2 separate regions of the Mus musculus genome follow, and region 2 is linked to region 1. Evidence: chromatin contacts called from public promoter capture Hi-C data. All regions are on one chromosome and are shown on one strand. Each heading gives the region's core, a stretch centred on a gene start, on an enhancer-like site or on the middle of the called end of the contact. The rest is flanking DNA. Distances are from core to core; before and after follow the strand shown.

What was found. Capture Hi-C pulls out chosen DNA fragments and counts their contacts.
Region 2: a contact with region 1 is called in a promoter capture Hi-C map of adipose tissue. The contact joins two enhancer-like sites. A contact is called at or near these places in 2 of 484 Hi-C or Micro-C datasets (cranial neural crest and urothelial organoids) and 1 of 9 other capture datasets (adipose tissue).

Annotation. Positions count from the first base shown.
Region 1 is chr5:92,931,810-92,934,526 of GRCm38.p6, reverse strand. It overlaps Shroom3 (shroom family member 3), which reads right to left. Exons shown (of 11, transcript NM_015756.2): 4 at 642-773. Among named protein-coding and RNA genes, the nearest start is that of Gm36764, 76 kb to the left of the region's middle. Within about 2 kb of position 1,411, at least 52 of the 459 cell types and tissues checked have an H3K27ac peak or open chromatin away from gene starts, as enhancers often do. A contact at or near this core is called in adipose tissue, where this site is marked.
Region 2 is chr5:93,151,084-93,154,224 of GRCm38.p6, reverse strand. All of the region lies in intron 3 of Septin11 (septin 11), which reads right to left. Among named protein-coding and RNA genes, the nearest start is that of Ccni, 54 kb to the left of the region's middle. Within about 2 kb of position 1,569, at least 163 of the 459 cell types and tissues checked have an H3K27ac peak or open chromatin away from gene starts, as enhancers often do. A contact at or near this core is called in adipose tissue, where this site is marked.

The DNA of each region.
Region 1 (2,717 bases), core at 162-2,661:
AAGTGTAACCCAGCAGCTATGTGCACATACTGTGGCACCTGGCTCAGATCTGTCCTGACTCACATACTGATCAGCTGTCCATACTTGGATTAATCTTTGCACCGTTCAACTTCCTGTTCTGCAAAATACTTATGTGTTCAAGTGGTGCTGCATGCAGAAGAGGGAAATGAAGGGGTCACATGAGATCAATGTCAATTTCATCATGTGTCACTGAAAAACCCTCTATCCTATTCCTATCTGCTTCAGGGCCATGCTAGGCAGATGGCTTTGATGGAAGGAGGAAAAAAAATATCAAGTGTAACATTTAAATATAAGAATATCACCAATTCAGCTGTAAATATGAACAATTTTTGACTAGTGCAGACAGGACATTGAAGCACCCAGAATGGAAGTCTTCAGTTTTTCAAATATGGGATTATAATAGGCATTGAGAAACAGCTGACTGTGAATGGGTTCCATAAATATCTCAAACGACCAGCCATGATCAAAGTATTTCCAGTCTCCCAGTCTAGTTCAGAATGTGATGTAAGGATGAATCACCCACATAGTTAGCATTTGAAGAGGATGAAGAAAAGACATTTTGGGGGTAAACATGACCTTTGAAAGAGAGAAACCCTTAGATGCCAGCTGTGGCCACTCACCTGGAATGGTAGCTCTGGTGCCAAGGAGGGCCCATTGTGCCCTGAGATATCTGCATCATGCTGACATCAGGCTGTGTCTCCCCAAATTTGGTGGTATGCCACGAGTGAGGGCGAGTGGCAGGCTCACTGCACCTGTGGAGACATAGGAGAGGGACCCTTCAGCACCAGCAGCTTCTCAGCTGAGTCCCCTCATGAAATGAAGTAGCCTGGGTCCCAGCGATCACAAATCAAAGTACTGCTCGCTTCTCCGAGCACTGTGTCCCTTCCGTTTTACTTTCTATTTTGACATCACACAGGAATGCTGCAAAGTTAGTACAACTTTATTTAGGCTTCCTACATGTTGGTATTTTATGCCTTCTGAATATAAGGACATGGATGCCTGGGTCTTCCTGAACCTCTAGCTTTATAGAAAAACAGGAATACTAAAATTCCTTCCTGTTTCCCAAGGGACTTTGCATAGATGCACGGTAAAAAGCATACCCGGGTTTTTCAAGTCCTCTTTCGGAGCCTGGGTGGACGGTGCTGCTATTATCACTGTCTCGGAGGAATGGTATGGAAGTCAGAGGCTGCCCTGCATTGACAGCGACCGCTCTAAACCACAGTCTAGAGAACAAAGTGTTCTCGGAAAGACTTTCTCATTTTGCAAGCTGGTGACTTCAACCTTTAAGCATCCTGCCGTTAAAGCACAAAGATCTGATGGAGCCAAGGAGAAAGCGTGGGTATCCTTTAGACTGAGCATGAATGAGCTCTACAAGGAGTCAGAGGCACGAGTCAGCTGCTGGGCAGTATTTTTGGCATCAAAGTGAGAGGACCATCCAGGCATCCCATGCTGACAGCTATGAGATTGTGTGGAAATATTTCTCTAGTTTAGAAACACTTTGGGATTCAGGAAGTCCCTTGATAAGATGAAGATGATAGATGTAACGTATCCCAAGCCCTCGAATTTGCTGTGAGAGAGTTGATGGGATAGAGCCAGGGGGACAAGCCCGTTAGTCAGGCCTACCTAAAAGGATGGGCAAAGGGGGGAGGAAGAAGTTGAGGATGGATGACGAAGGGAATGAGAACGGATAGGAGGAAGTACTGATCGTAACCACTCTTCCAGCTCTAACAAGTATTTCTGAAGTATTGGAGTAATTATAAAGACGGGGCAGGGCCAGCCAGATGGCTCAGACACTGGCAAAGACGCTTCCATACAAAGCTGACAATCTGAGTTTGACCCCTGGAACCCACATGAGGGTAGAAAGAGAGACCCAATCTTTGACTGAGCCATATGTGTCCCCTCCTCTGGGGTGTGCACACATCCACACAAACACATATAACTATTTTTTTTTAATGTAAATAGTAATTACACAGAGATTGGTCTCAGAATTAACTATGGTCCAGGCACACGGGGTCAGGCCACGGTGGTAAAACAGGGAGCTGCTATAGCACTTGGAGAAGTGCCAAGTCTGAAGGCTCAAGGGAGACAGGACCTCGGGAGGATCTGAGAGGCACTCGGTGAGCTGGGACGTACTTGCTCTGTCCTTGGTCTCTTGTTTTTTTATCTTTCATCTTGTTAGCCCAGATAAAGGAAACTTGGTTTCTAGTCTAGTTCCTAACCTGATATGACTGGTTTTGGGCTTCGGGTTTTAAGCACATGTAAGTGAAAGTTTTCACCTTGGCTTTCCTTCTGGTTCTAATAGGTTATATATACAACACAATACTGATGGGCCAGGGTTACGCTTTGAGCGTCCAATGTCCTCCTGGGGCTCCCATTTTTGAGAGGCTGTGGGGCCTTTAGGTCTAGACAGAGGAAGTGGGTGGTAACAGCTGGGCCTTAAGGAATTATAACCCAGCCTCAGGTCCTTTTCTCTGCTCCTTTTCAAGTGCCAAGCAACAAGCAGCTCCTTGACACCCTTATTACCGAGAAGAGCTGGTCTCCACGGCACGCCTTCCTCACCACGATGGGCTGTGGCCCTCTGGAACTGTAGCCACACTTTAAGCTCTCCCTGAAGTTCCTTTTGTCAGAGTATCAGGAACATGAAGGTAATAACTAAGACACTCCTCCTCCTCCTCCTTCCCCCTGGACACGGGGTG
Region 2 (3,141 bases), core at 320-2,819, 220 kb before region 1:
AAGTCAGTAACAGCTATCAGAAACACATCCCCCAGAAAGTAAGCAGTGGGGCTTACAGTGGGAAAAGGCATTAACCCTTTCAGTCTCCAGGGGACCCGATCAGAGGGACTTCATTTTAGCAGCAAAGAGAAAGACAGATCCATTAGAAACACAAGGTCTCCTGAGAAATACTCTCTGGTGAACCATTCAGTTGTATGAAAATAAAAGTCTTTGAATACCCAGATCCCAGAGCCACAAATCAACTAAAAGCCCCAACAGGGCATTACAAATCCTTACAATAAGGCTGCCAAGGGACGTCCTGAGGAGCGTGGCAGAGAGCAGAGTCGTGACCAAGACTGAAACAATCAGCAAACTGGTTTTGTATTGTTTAGGATAGGAGGGGAAGAAGAGGCTGGGGGGAGGGGGGCACAGTGAAACAGGACAAGCATGACTATGTGTTGGTGTGTCTCTGCTTATCTGTGTGTCTGTCTGTACATGGAGGCTAGAGGTCAGCCTCAGACATTGTCCCTCAAGAGCCATTTCCTTTTTGGGGGTTGGGGGGTGGTGACAGAATCTCCTACTGGTTTGGGACTTGGCACGTAGGCCAGGTTAGCTGGCCACTGAGACTCAGGACCCTCCAGCCTCTCCCTCCCCAGAGCTGGAATTGCAGGCTTGTCTCACCACCCTTGGCTCTTTGATGTATGTTTTAATCTTGAGTGTGCTATCACCCCAGTCCCTTGCTTAGGTGTTTTAAGGCAGAGTCCTGATGTGTAGCTAGCCTTGCACTTGCTCTCTTGCCAGCCTCAAACTTGTAGCGTTCCTGCCTCAGCTTCCAAGTACTGGGACCACAAACATGCATTCCTACATGGAGCTTCTAAATAACTGCTCACTAGTTTGTCCTTCAATGATGTGATCTTTACCCATTAGTGGAATGTAAACAGTCGCTCTACAGGTATTTAAAAAAATAAAAGGTGGAATAAGTCTCCAAGTTAAAATGAGAATTGAAAAATTCTCATGCAATAGATAGTGACTGATAAGATTCTTTGTTTCTCAATTTCGAAATATAGGCATAGATTACATAACAATACTCGTGCTTGTTATTTTGAGATAGTTGTGTAGGAGAATCATGGATTTAGGCCACAGTGTCTGAGACCCAAAGTAAGCATTCTAGTCACCAAGTAACTAGCTCCATGGCCTTGGACAGGTCACCAAAATTGTTCTGTGTTTCTCCCATAAATAAGTCAGATGCAAAAACAATACCTTGAATAGACCCTGGTACACGCTTCTAGTCCCAGTACTTAGAGGCAAGGAGAAAGAAAGGCAAGCATACAAGGCCAGTCTCAGCTACACAAGTTCCAGACAAGCCTGGGCTACAAGAGTCTAAAATTAATCGGAGAGCTACAGTGGCAGGCGAATGAACTAGTTGATGCAAAGTATATACTGGGTAGCCACTTCATGATGTCATAAACACAGAACACAGTAAACCGAGGACAGTGGCTCTTTAAAAAAGAGGAGGGAGAGACCCAAGAACTGCACACCCTTTTCAGTTCCTACTTGTCTTATGCTGAGCCCCACCCTGTGGGGAAGTGGGTGGCCCACAGAGGTCCACCCATCATGTCTCGGGGTAAGCCTTGGGGTTTCCTGACACTGGGGCAGGTTGGAGGGTTAGGCTCTCCCCGGCAACTTCTTATCCCTTTGGGAGGAAAAGCCACCCCCAGTGTGCCCTTGTCTCCTTGTTTCTGAGTCAGGGCTGTCTCTGCCTCCTCTGAGGAGCAGTCCAAGTTGGTTCCTGCTCTCCTTTGATTCCCTCTCTTGCCTCTTATGCTTGATGAGTGTCCATGCTTGGGGGAGGCGAGGCATGGCCGGGACCCTTTCAGAATTGGATTTTGAGTCCTTTGTTTTCTTTGTACCCCAGGCCTCCTTTGCTGCTTCTTCCAAGGTTCTGCCTAACCTTCACCCCCACCCTGTGCTCTCCCCGGAAAACCACATTTACTCTGAATTTCCTTTAGCATTTCTTCGATGACACACTACTTTCAACCTCCAGTCCCACCCTGGTCTCTCCCCACACACTTCAACAGTTTGTCAAATATTTCCAATTGCTCTTCTACAGAGCCCTGCCTAGTCATCCCCCGGCTGTGGGTGCCAGCAGCCCGAGCTCAAACTGAGTATCCCTTTACCTTCACAGCCAAGCCTGAAATCTCTGTGCATCGAGCATAGGTGACATCACTAACAAAATAAAAACCCATCAATAAAAGGAAAGTGGCATGCATTTGGGGGTTTGTTTGTTTTAAGTAAAGTCCAGGAAGAGAAAGGACCTGAGGGGGGAATAGGGAAAAAGGAGGGAGGAGAAATTACATCATTATAAACAAACAAAAGACATGTTCTCTTGGAGACCTATTTCCTTAGGCTAAAGTTTCATTATGGGAAAGAAACAAAGAAACAGTTTCCTGGGGGGGGGGGGGGGGGGGGGGACCAGAGGCCAGACAGCTCTTCAGCCCTTGTATCCTTGAAACAAGTTCCAAGGTCCCTCAACCCCTTCCACTTCTGCAGTCAGCCAGAAAGATAAAGCTTACACCTAACTTAACTACCGTCTGTTACTTTCAGGGCTAAGCACGGAACCCTGTTACTTTGTGTGTGGCCAGTTCTCCAGGCTGCAGGAGCTGGGGAGAACCAAGCAGCTTTAACTTAATTCCCTTTGAGGGAGCATTCCTCCTGCTGCTCACTTTATTCCTGTACTGCTAGGCATCAAAAATTACAGTGAGACCAGTTGTCAAAGGGAAAAACTATTCTAAGCCATTTTCTTCTCTGATCATTCTTACACAGTGGAATGGATTACCCATGACTTTCAGGTTGGTGACCTTAAAGTTCATGGCACCTCCCAAAGGTGGAGTAAACTATTCTGGTTCTAGCGAGGCAGCAAGGCTCCGCTGGTCCTTGCCCCTTGCCCTCACCTATGGGGGCAGAAAGAGCAAGGAAGCCCTTAAACAAGACTTAAACATAACAGGAAACTCTCCAAGACCCCTCTTCCTGTCTCCTTCTGGCTGGCCAGGTCAGAGGCAGATAACGTCTCAAGAATGCCAATATGTCCCAAATCTATAAACACACTGGGACATTCTTGATGTGCCAAAACTATGGCAGAGCAGCCTGCCTCATAGCAGCAAA